Linked DNA regions of Mus musculus: region 1 is linked to region 2. A link is a contact called in public HiChIP or PLAC-seq data. All regions are on one chromosome and are shown on one strand. The core of a region is the stretch at or near the end of the contact, and the rest is flanking DNA. Distances in the headings are between cores, read along the strand shown.

Region 1 (6,181 bases), core at 1,229-3,728, 500 kb after region 2:
CTAAATAAGAAGCAAACACATATAGATAAAATATAAAAAGGAACTTCCTGAAGGCACCAGCAAGCAAGCAAATGTTAAGAAACCTGGAAAGATGGCCTCCTTAAGGATTGCTTTTCCAGTACCTGGTGTTGAGTTGTCACAAGTGTTAGGTTTCAAACCTGGAATGAATGGCTGAGGTGCCTGTTTAACACATCAAACCAGACCTGGCTGCCAGGTTCTCCCAGCATCCCTCAGTCCCTACCTGTTACAGGGCTCTCTGGCTGGTTTACCCCACTCCATAGCCTGAATTTTTCATTGCAGGGGCTGGGCTGCTCTTCCCTATATAAGCCAGTCATTTTGGTTACCTGCTCTCTTCGTACCATTGAGCCTCCTGGTTCCCCTGCCCTTTCCTCTCCCTCCTCCTCCCTGCCTCCCCATGTGGCCCAGCTCAGTCTGGTCATCCCTACTCTGGAGTCTCCCAGATGTCCCTGCCTCTGACTATGCTCTTCCATATATCTAGAATAAACCTTCTCGTCCACCATACCTAGGACTGTCATGTTTCATAAAATGGCTGTATGCTGCGGTGGGAGGGAGGACCTGGGGAGGGGGACATGCTGAGGTGTACCTGAACAATCATGCCAAGCGATAGGCTTAGCATAGAAGGAAGTTTATTGGTAGAAGGGAGGGGGATCTGGAAAAGAGTAGAGACAGAGAAAGGGGGGACAGAGGAGGACAGAAAGAGAGGGAGGTGGGAAGAAGAGGCTGGCCAGGAACACGTGGTAACAAAGAGAGAGTGTGAAAGGGGAAAGAGAAAGAACGGGAGATGGAGAGAAAGCTGGGGTACCAGCAATCCTCTTACACACCTGGCTGGCACCTGGTGGCAGGTGATGATGTAAGCTGTTGCTAGGCTCTGGGAGGAGCCTAGTGGAATTGTCTGTAAGCCAACCAGGACCATTTTCTTTGCTTTTTGTTTCTTTTTCTCATTCATCTGATGCTGAAACCTGGGACTAATCATGTTCCTTTTCTTTCTTTTTTTTTTCTTTCTTTTTATTCACTCAGCAAGTACCTGTGACTCCAGTTCCCTGGGATCAGAAGCTTTTCTGGCTTCTGAGACAGCTGCACACATATAACACACAGACACATTCGAGGAGCACACACACACACACACACACACACACACACACACACACACACACACTTCAAGAGCAGGTCTCTAATCCTGGCTGGCCTTGAATTCCTGAAGTTGTTGAGGGAGATCTTGAACTTCCGGTAAAATGGTCCACTTACGAAAGCTATGACAACCACCTTAATTAAGCCAATTAAGAGTATATAAGTCCTTTTATTAGCCGGTGACCAAGAATGGGCTCTTGCCTCAGAGTCTCTTGGTGTTGACACTCTGGGGTGCAGCACTCTTTTAAGAACAAAACCACAAATACCACTATGTATAAAAGAAGCCAGAACCACATCTGTCTTTTTTTTTTTTTTTTTTTTTTTTTTTGCTTTTCGAGACAGGGTTTCTCTGTGTAGCCCTGGCTGTCCTGGAACTCACTCTGTAGACCAGGCTGTCCTCAAACTCAGAAATCTGCCTGCCTCTGCCTCCCAAGTGCTGGGATTAAAGGTGTGCACCACCACGCCCGACTTTTTTTTTTTTTTTTTTTTTGCAGAGTTTAGCAGCATTTTCCAGACACCCCATGACTTTAATCCCAAATGCTGGGATTAAAGGCATGAACCATCATCACAACCATTCAGCCAAGTTCTCTCCCTCCCTCTCCCTCTCTCTCCCTCTCTCTCCCTCTCTCTCTCTCTCTCTCTCTCTCTCTCTCTCTCTCTCTCTCTCTCTCTCTCTCTCTTTTTCTCGTTTGTCTTTTGGAACAGGGTCTCCCATATCCCAGGCTGGCCTTTAGACTCACTGTGTACCTGGCTCCTGCCCTGGCTCCTGCCTCCATTTCCCCAAGTGCTAAGATTACAGTTCCATCAACATTATGAACTAACCAGTACCCCGGAGCTCTTGACTCTAGCTGCATATGTATCAAAAGATGGCCTAGACGGCCATCACTGGAAAGAGAGGCCCTTTGGACTTGCAAACTTTATATGCCCCAGTACAGGGAAACGCCAGGGCCAAAAAGTGAGAGTGGGTGGGTAGTGGGGGGAGGGTAGGGGGTACTTTTGGGATAGCATTGAAAATGTAAATGAGGAAAATACCTAATTTAAAAAAATTCACAATTTAAAAAAAAAAAAGATTACAGTTCCGTGCCATTGCATCTGGCTTAACTATATCTTTTTTTTTTTCCTACTAGAATCTTCTGTGTCTTTCTCACTCCAAGTGAATCAGTATAAAGCCAACACAGTTATCACTGCTAGCTTATTTCTTCAAAAACCTCAAGCTGGTTTTTCAGTTTCATGAGCAAGTATTTGCAGTGTGAGGTTAGAGAGACTCCTCTGGCCTCTGTGGTCCACTCTGTTGCTCATTCCCATCATGCTTTGTACATTTCACTTCGTTAGGGCTCCCCTTTGCACAGCATTCCAACGCCCACAAGCTAAAGGACTTCCTGCCTCATGAGTCTGAGAGTCATGAGGGTTGCTTAAAACACTGCATGCCTTAGGCTCATTCACTTCTCCTTGTCTGTGTAATCATTAATAGAACCAAAGGGAGTTGTCCCTTGAGGCATCAAAGCCTGCCTCAAAATGCATTTTGAAAGGGTTTGTCTCAAAAAAAAAAAAAAAAAAAAAAAAAAAAAAAAAAAGAAAAGAAAAGAAAAGAAAAAGAAAAAAGAAAGAAAAGTGTTTTTTTGTTTTTTGTTTTGCATTTTACCCAAAGACCTTTATCTTAAACATTCTTTGGCTTTGAAAGGAAAAGCCTGAGTGGTATTTTGGGAAACTCAAGAGTAAAATAGAAAAATAGACCCCTTCCATGGAAACAAACTGCCAATCAATACCTCAAGAATGTCCAAGGGTTTAGTAGGTTACGTAAAGGTTCTTGTAGAACTCTCTTACTTCACTTTACTGGACAAGGTAAGAAATAGAATTTATTCTTTTTTTTTTTTTTTCATGACAGGGTTTCTCTGTATAGCCCTGGCTGTCCTGGAACTCACTTTGTAGACCAGGCTGGCCTCGAACTCAGAAATCTGCCTGTCTCTACCTCCGGAGTGCTGGGATTAAAGGCGTGTGCCACCACCACCCAGCTTAGAATTTATTCTTTTTTTTTTTTTTTAATAATGTTAGTTTTTACATTGTTCTTTTTTTCTTTTAAGTTTTATTTATTTATTATATGTAAGTACACTGTAGCCGTCTTCAGACACTCCAGAAGAGGGTATCAGATTTCGTTATGGATAGTTGTGAGCCACCATGTGGTTGCTGTGATTTGAACTCCGGACCTTCGGAAGAGCAGTCGGCACTCTTAACCACTGAGCCATCTCGCCAGCCCCTAGAATTTATTCTTCTATAAAAGGAAGACACTTTAAAAATTATTGGACTAGATACAGATGATCATTGATTTACTGTTCTTTCAAAAATGCAGAGATAAACTTGTGTGTCTGTATTCATGTGTATGCATGTGTGTGTGCAGTGTATACATGTGTGTGCATATATGTATATGTGTGTACATATATATACATCCACATGTCTTAGTCGGGGTTTCTTTTTTGCCACCACACCCGGCTTAGTCAGGGTTTCTATTCCTGCACAAAACATCAAGACCAAGAAGCAAGTTGGGGAGGAAAGGGTTTATTCTGCTTACACTTCCACACTGCTGTTCATCACCAAAGGAAGTCAGGACTGGAACTCAAGCAGGTCAGGAAGCAGGAGCTGATGCAGAGGCCATGGAGGGATGTTCTTTACTGGCTTGCTTCCCCTGGCTTGCTCAGCCTGGGTTCTTATAGAACCCAAGACTACCAGCCCAGGGATGGCATCACCCAAAAGGGGCCTTTCCCCCTTGATCACTAATTGAGAAAATGCCTTACAGCTGGATCTCACAGAGGCATTTCCCCAACTGAAGCTCCTTTCTCTGTGATAATTCCAGCCTCTGTCAACTTGACACATAAAACTGACCAGTACAGCACATGTGTATGTATGTTTGTAAACCAAACTCAACACATGTGTTGTTCCTCAGGATTTGTCCAACTTCTTATTTTTATTTATTTATTTATTTTGAAACAGGGTCTCACTATGTACCTCTTGCTGTCTAGGGACTCACCATGTAGATTTGACTGGTTTCAAACTCACAGAAATCTGTCAGCCTGTGTCTCCCAAATGCTGGGATTAAAGGCATGTTCCACCACACTCAATTGGACTGGTCTGGCTGATGAGTGAGTGCCAGGGATCCTCTTGTCTCTTTTTCCCCAGAGATAGGTTTATTCATGAGCACCATGCCAGGCTTCTTTTTATATGAGTCCCGGGACTAGATCCAGACTCTCACGCTTGTGTGTGGCAAGCTCTGTACTAAATGAGCAATCTCCCCAGCTCTCAGAAGAAAATTCTTTCCTTTCCTTTCCTTTCCTTTCCTTTCCTTTCCTTTCCTTTCCTTTCCTTTCCTTTCCTTTCCTTTCCTTTCCTTTCCTTTTCCTTCCTTCCCTTCTTCCCTTCCCTTCCCTTCCCTTCCCTTCCCTTCCCTTCCCTTCCCTTCCCTTCCCTTCCCTTCCCTTCCCTTCCCTTCCCTTTTCCCTTCCCTTCCCTTCCCTTTCCTTTTTTCTCTTTTCTTCTCTTTTCTTCTCTTTTCTTCTCTTTTCTTCTCTTTTCTTCTCTTTTCTTCTCTTCTCTTCTCTTCTCTTCTCTTCTCTTCTCTTCTCTTCTCTTCTCTTCTCTTCTCCTCTCTTCTCTTCTCTTCTTTTCTCTTCTCTCAGATCTTAGGACCAAACCAGAACTTTATACTTCCTAGCAAGAACTAACTCTACAACAGAGTGAAAGCCCAACCCCTATAAATTCATATAGTTGAAAAATTATGTACAGCAAATTTCTTTACTAAAGTCTATACAAGAGGTCTAATGGGTTGAACAGTTATCCCTCAAATTTATAGCTAAACTAAGCTTGTGAATGTCCCTTATTTGGGAATAGAATATTTTTCAGATATAATTAAGACAAGGTCCTATTGGACTCACGTGAGTTGTAATCCAGTAAGTGATGTCCCCATAAGGTGGAGAAAATGTGGACATTAAAAAGATAGGAAAGAATGAGAAGAGGGTGTGTGTTCCAGTGTATCCCCAGAGTGCTTCCAAAAGCCAAGGAATACCACTGATTGATAGGGATTACCTGGAGCTGGAAAAAATGGAAGGAGTCTTTTTCAGAATTAGGACCACACAGACACCTTCATTCAAATCTGTCTAAATCAAGTGCAGTGGGCTACTCCAGCAATACCGGCACGTGGGAAGTAGAGGCAGGAGGATTGGGAGTTGCAAGCTAGCCTCAGTTACATAGTGAGCTCCAGGCCAGCCTGAGCTACATGAGACCCTGTACAACAAAACCCTCCACAAATAAGCTACCCACTCTGTGACTATTATGATAGTTAAAGGACAGTCATCCAGGAAGTATACAGACAGGAGTGATATGAGCAAATATTATTCTTCAAAACTCTTTCTTACTCTCCTCTGGGCCCCATGGAAATCTAAGTTGCATAGATTTAGAAATATAAATAACTGCTCCCTGGTGGGAATTTATATAATTGCCACACATTATTCAGAGAGAAAAATAGAAAGATAAAAAGCCTTTTATATTTACTATAACTACAGTAACAATTCTTGTAACTTTGTGTTTAGTTTTTGAAACAGAATCACATGTAGCTGAGGCTATCCTTGAACTCTTGATCCTCCTGTCTCCATCTCTCAAGTGCTAGAACTACAGACATTTGCCAGCATAGCTTGTTTATGACTTAAATTATCTATCTATCTATCTATCTATCTATCTATCTATCTATCTATCTAGAGTGTATGGACATGTGCTTACGTGTATGCACAAGCACAGAAGTCTCATCTCACTGGCCTTCTTGTGACTTTCCAACACTCTATTACTTTGATCCTTCTATCTGCTATCTATCTACGTTGTCTTGATAGTGAAGAACTGATTAATCTTTGTTATTTAGGTGTCTAAGCAAAAGCTCAGTTTAGACTTGATAGTTTTGCCTAAGTCTCAAATGGAATTGCTAAGATCTTTTTGGGGCCATAGGCATACTCAAGAACATCATATTTTATCATTTTGTTTTTGTACTTGTTTT
Region 2 (6,254 bases), core at 1,246-3,745:
TCTTTTGTTTCAAATTTGTCATTAATTAATTAATTTCTCTTACATGTATAGGTGTTTTGTCTCTTAGGTATGTCTGTAAATCACGTTTGCCTGGTGCCCACGGAAGCCAGAGAGGGCGTCGAATCCCCTGAAACTGGAGCTAACAGCTGGTTGTGCACAGTCATGTGGGTTCTGGGAATTAGACTCAGGTCCTCTAGAAAACCAGCCAGTGCTCTTAAGCGGAGCCATCTCTCCGGTCTCTTGTTTGTCTTTTTGAGACAGAGACTCACTATGTAGCTCTGGCTGACAAGCACCATGCTGTACAGACCAGGTTGACAGCAACATCACAGAGATGTGCCTGCCTCTGCCGCCCAAGTGCTGGGAAAAAAGGCATACGTCACCACACGCAACAATTTTTTAATTTTTATTTATTTTTAATGCGTGTATAAGTGTTCTGGCTACATGTATGTTTATTGTGTACTCCTTGTGCAATGCCTGTGGAGACCAGAAAATGGAATCGGATCCTCCAGAACTAGTTATGAGCAGATGTGAGCCATCTGCCACATCAGTGCTGGGAACTAACCAAGTCCTCTGCAAGATCTGTAAGTGCCGTTAACCTCTGAGCCTTACTTCGAGCCCCAGCTGCTGGTTTTTAAGCAGGATTTCATGTAACTGGGGCTGGCCTTGAACTCACCATGTAGCTAAGGACAACCTTAGACTCCTGATCTTGCCTCTCCTTCCTAACTGTTGGTACTGCAGGCTCATAACACACCACCAGCTCTTCTCCCTTTACTTTCAGTTTTTATGTAACCCAGACTGCCTGGAACTCACTATACCTTAATCTGTGACAATCTCTCAGTCTCAGCTTTTTGCCTGCTGGAATTGGAGGTATGAGTCACCATGCCTGGCTCAATTTTTAAAAATTATTAATTATTATTAATGTTTTTTTAAAACAGGATTTTCTTGTGCAGCTCTGACCTGGAATTCACTCTTGTAGACTAAGCTGGCCTTGAACTCAGAGATCTGCCTCTGCTTCCCAAATGCTGGGATTAAAGGCTCATGCCACCACCTCCACCCTTAATAAATTATTTTTAGAGGCACAAGAAAAAAAGTTTACCCCTTCCTGTTTTGCTGAGGACTTTATAGTCCCAACAGTATTAATCAGCCTGTAAACTAGAGAGAAACCCAGCAACAATCAGCATTTAAATACACACAAATTCTAGGTCAGTAGGGGTCCTGTACAGAGGCTTGAGGCAGCCAGGGCTGAGGCTAGCCCAGCCTTATCTCAACACAAGCCAGCACAGGGCCACAGGGCCCTCACCCGAATCCCTAGACCCATTCTCCCACCCTCCTTATCTCCCAAGTGTCTCTTGGCTGCTCAGAACAATCCTCTTGAGACAGGCTTTCTAATAGCAGGGAAGACTTTAATGAACCGAGCAGGCTGGGCATGGTGGTTCACATTTTTAATCCCAGAACCGGGGAGACAGAAGTAGGCAGTGGTCTACAGAGTGCAAAACCCTCATTGAATAACAGGGAAAAGGCTATGATGGTACAAAGAGGCTACAGGAATGCAGCCACTAGCCAGAAGGGAAAGGTCCCTCGATTGTCTTCCCCTTTCAACTCCCCGAATGACCTAGGGAAGGAAACCAGCCATTGGGGGACATTCTGTGCTCCCCTAGGGAGAGCAATGCATCTCACCCAGAGGCCTCTGATATTAACCTACTGTACTACGGCACGCTTGGCTAGCCAAGATCAAGGTCTGAATAAATCCTCCTGCAGGCCAGCAGTAAGCCTCTTACTGCAAGAGTCAGAAGGCTCTTGATTCGTGAACACCTAGATTTACTGTCATCCCGGGGTTCCTATAAGACGTGGAACCTTAGAGTAAGAGCTGCCACATAATCCAGTCTCATCCTTTCTAGCCCAGGAAATTGAAACAGATATCCACATAGATGGTGGTCCTGGGTCACCTTGGAGAGCCAGGATTACAGACTTGACAAAAACACAGTCGTGTGATAAAGGAGGCCATAAAGTAGTGAGGCTCTGACATTCCCAGGGGAGCCCCCACTGAGTCCAAGTGCCATGCTACATAGAAACCCATCTTCAGAGATAAGGACGATGCCCACCCACACCTCCTGCTTTAAAGTCAGAGTTCAAGTGCTTACCTCCTTAAGCAGAGAGAAAGCAAAGCCAAGAGGGCCACTGGCATCAGTAGCAGGAAGCCCCTCCCCTCCCTCCAACCTTAATGGCCCTACTAAGAGTGGAGGGCACTCTCCATGACCTGGTCTCCTTCCTGTCCTCTCTCTTCTCTAGCTTAAGGACCAAATGAAGGTGCCTGCCTCCGCCCGCTTCCCCTAGGGGAGGAGGGCTCCCTGGAGACTGAGTCTGTCTGTTGCTGCTCTATCAGCACAAAGGCCTCGCCTTCCAGGAAACCGTGATCGCGCTGGAGGCAGACAATGAAAGGATTAAGAGCTAGCAGAGGGGCTGGAGAGATGGCTCAGGGATAAGAGCTGGTTGTGCTCCTGCAGGGGACCTGGCTTCCCTTCCTAGCAGCCATGTCAGGTGGCTTACTTACTAAAGATACAACTGCCTGGAGCTCCAGCACCAAGGGATCCAACACCCTCTTCTGCTCTCCCAAGGCACCTGCGCTCACATCCATCACTCCTCACCCCACCCCAGCTAAGATACACTCAAGTCCACATACTTAAAAGTAAGCCTTAGGGGCTGGCGAGATGGCTTAGTGGGTAAGAGCACTGACTGCTCTTCCGAAGGTCCTGAGTTCAAATCCCAGCAACCACACGGTGGCCCACAACCATCTGTAGCGAGACCTGACGCAACTTCTGATGCATCTGAAGTCAGCTACAGTGTACTTATGTATAATAATAAATAAGTCTTTAGGCTGGAGTCAGAGGAGTTACTAGAGCAAGCAGGACTGACTGGAGTGAGCAGGGTGGACCAGAGCAAGCAGAGGTCCTAATATTCAATTTCCAACAACCACATGAAGGTTCACAGTGTATTCATATACATAAAATAAATAATTAAAAAAAAAGTAAGCCTTAGAAACAAAAACTGATAGTCAGAGGGGGCCACTGTCTTTGTTTAGATATTTCTACCTTCTCTAGGGATCAGTCATCGATGAAGACTCTCTTGCCCTTACAACTGTGAATGTCAGATACACTAGGCAGAGCTCAGTGGGATAGTGGTTTGCTCAGCATGCAAGGAGGCTCTGAGTTTGGTTCCCAGTATTGGAAAAAAATCAAGTCATAAGAAAGTCCTGATACAGGTAACTGAGTAATCTACCTGATCTACCTGCTTGGTCAATGGGCAAATGTGTGTGTGAGATGTGTGTGTACCTGCACTGGAAATGTCCACTGTCAACTGTGACCTCTGACACCAAAGACCACACCCCTTCAGGTCCTGAAAAAGACAGATACTAGCTGACCTTCCTACTTTCTCTCTTCCCACCTTTCTCTGCTCTTCTATCAAACCTGGGAGAACCCTACACTGCTCTGGAGTCAGGAGCGGTGGGGCGCACACGGCTGGCGGTACTCAAGTTGCTGAAGTCGCGGCACGGAAGCAAAGCGATGAGGAGATGCAGATGAGAGTCAGGGTGGAGGTGCGGTCCCTTCCCTACAGCAGCCAGCAGTCAGATCAGAGGTATCAACTGCTCTCTGCCGCTCCCCTTTCAGCTGATGGCACCCTCTTCCCCAGGACCATCCCTGCTGACACCCCTGAGTCCCAGAGCTGTGGGCTGGCTCTCGCTCCTTCTGTCTCCACCTCCCGCCAAGGAAAGGAGCCAGAGACAGCCACACAGGGAAGAGACTGCTGTGCTGGGGCAGGTAAATTCTAAGCAGGAGAGGGAAGGGACAGAGAGCAAAGACTAGGACTCAGGGAGGGGGGGGGCACACCAAGGTGGAGACAGGAAATGTACTACACGGCACTGCAACCCACCAGGGAAGAAAGGAAGCACAGAGAAACTGGGACCCGCTAACAAAGCCACACGCAGAGTTGGGGCACAGTGGGGGCATCCTACCTTGCAGGGATCTTGGACTTGGGACTGAATCTGTTAAAGAAAATGACCAAGGCGTCTGAGTGAACTGCTGGTGGGAGGCTTTGGTGGGAGAGGGGAGAAACAGGGGACAGTTCCACAGAGAAGCCTTCCGGTGCTGTCACTGTGTCATGGCAGACAGCAGGAGTAAAGCCAACGAAAGAGGCAAAGCACCAGTGGGCAGAACAGAAGCAGGCGTGACAAAGAACCAGGGTATGGGGAGAGGGCAAGGAGAGGGACACTAGGGAAGTGCAGTCAACATTCAAGTCCCCTCTGGGTGACACTTCCACTATGGCCTTCAGGCTAGCTGAGTCACGCCCTCTCAATGAGGACCCCTCTGTCCCCAGGTAGCACAGTACAGTGACTGAACCGGTACAGTGCTGGGCCCACTCTTCTCCACTGAGGAAAAAGCTGACGCCCTGGGGACCACGGGGCAGTGACTTCTGATCTTGAGCCTTAGCGCAGCTGACCATAGGACAGAGGCTGCCAGGCCCTCATCTGCTGGAGTGTGAGCGCTGGCAGGTCATCCTGCCACTGGGATGGAGATGAGCTGGTAGCATGCACAAGGGCTAGTAGATAAGGCAGAGAGAAGTGTAGTAGGAGCCCCTAGCGAGTCGGAGAAGACAGACAACTGTTTAGAGCTAGCCTTGCTGTCTCCACTCTCAGAACCTGCCTTCCATTTAGGAGTCTGGGAGAACCTTTCTCTTCTTGCTTCTGCTGAGATCCTATCTCCTCCACAGCCTCCCAGGTCAGTTCACAGCCCCCCAGCAGGAGGCGTGGAAGACAGTGGGGAGTGAAGTGATCCAGGCAGTGTGGATCTTCAGCTCCAGGAGAACCCACAGAGAAGACTCAAGTCACTCATCCTGAAGAGATCCACTCCCACCTCATGCTGAGGCCCACTCCCATAGGCAAGCTCAAACGGCTTCCCTGCTGCCTCTTCCAGGCAGGCCCCCAGACGGAGAAACAGGGAGAGCCGGGGAGACCACCACAGGCCTTCTGGCACAAAGTGCTAAGCCTCTGGGAGTTACCTTGGGGCATAGCTGGCTTGGCTTTCTTTGCAGGTGCCACTTCATCAGCTCGGGACTCAGAAAAAGATGCTGTCCTACTGGGTGCTGGAGTCTGAGTAAGGAGACAAAAGAGTTAAGGGTCATAGGCGGTGGCTGAGGACAAGAGCCGCTGGTCCTAAAGGCCCTAAAGAAGTAAAGTGGCAAGAATTATACACAGCATTGTTTTAAGGCAAGAATCTTACTATGTAGAACTCAGGCAGGCATGGAACCCATAGCAATCCTCCTGCCCCAGTACAGGTGTGCACTACATTCCACCGAAAGGTGTTCTTCATAAACCGTACTCCAGAAGCATTATCCTAACATTGCCAATATGGGAGCTGATTTTGTCCAATGCTACAGATGAGCAAACTGAGGCTCTAAGTAGATATGGTACCAGTTAAAGTCCCACTGTTTGCAAGGACAGTAGGGGTTTGAAGCTTGATTTAAAAACCTTTCGTCTTTCCATTGTTCTACCTTGACAGAACCATAACCAAATACCGACTTGCCCTGTAGTCTCTTATCTCCCTAAATGCCAGGAGAGGAACATTGTGTCCTGTGTAGGGCAGTGGGGGGTGGGAGTGGAGGGTGGCAAGATGGGTCCTTCCTTTAAGGTGGGAGGAAGGCTGGCACCTACCGATGTGCTCCCGCTGGCATTAAGGAGGAAGTTGGCAGTGTGAGCTGCTGTGGGTGGCTGGTTGGGAATGGGCCGGTGGCCCAGGGCCATGCCCACAATGGCCGTCATGTGAGTTTCTGTGCCAAAGACATGGATGGGGATCCCAGTGGTCTTCCCTGCAAGAAAAGAAAGAGGCTCGTGATTCACAATTTGGAGAAAATGCCCAGACTGCAGGGCACAGCAGAGGCTGCTTGAGAGTCTTGCCCAATGCTGGGTACTGTGAGGACAAGACTGTTCATCTACTACAGATCACGTGCCAAAAGTTTCACCATCAAACCAGTCTTTCGGAAGATCACCTGTTGACAGGAGAGGAAGTCTCGGTGCCAATGGCAGCCTGGTGCCAGAAGCCTGTAAGCGCGCACTTCTGATCGCCTGCATCCCAGCCTGCCCCTCTCCCACTTGTCAACTGTGCCCAGCACCATGCCTGCCTTGCGGGTCTGGGCTGTTTCTAAATACCCTTAGCTGGCTTCCTTGGGGCACGGCCCTTGCTTTTCCTTCTACACAGAGGCAG

What was found. HiChIP or PLAC-seq counts read pairs in DNA pulled down with a chosen protein or histone mark.
Region 1: a contact with region 2 is called in an H3K27ac HiChIP or PLAC-seq map of extraembryonic endoderm stem cells, with 4 times the contacts expected there. The contact joins two enhancer-like sites. A contact is called at or near these places in 4 of 39 promoter capture datasets (the C10 cell line, hippocampal neurons and liver) and 2 of 115 datasets of contacts at active chromatin or transcription factors (embryonic midbrain and extraembryonic endoderm stem cells).

What each region holds. Positions count from the first base shown.
Region 1 is chr11:101,000,718-101,006,898 of GRCm38.p6, forward strand. No RefSeq gene overlaps it. Among named protein-coding and RNA genes, the nearest start is that of Atp6v0a1, 5.6 kb to the right of the region's middle. Within about 2 kb of position 2,479, at least 75 of the 459 cell types and tissues checked have an H3K27ac peak or open chromatin away from gene starts, as enhancers often do. A contact at or near this core is called in extraembryonic endoderm stem cells, where this site is marked.
Region 2 is chr11:100,499,151-100,505,404 of GRCm38.p6, forward strand. It overlaps Acly (ATP citrate lyase), which reads right to left. Exons shown (of 28, transcript NM_134037.3): 12 at 5,705-5,859; 13 at 5,053-5,143. Among named protein-coding and RNA genes, the nearest start is that of Mir7116, 24 kb to the left of the region's middle. Within about 2 kb of position 2,496, at least 33 of the 459 cell types and tissues checked have an H3K27ac peak or open chromatin away from gene starts, as enhancers often do. A contact at or near this core is called in extraembryonic endoderm stem cells, where this site is marked.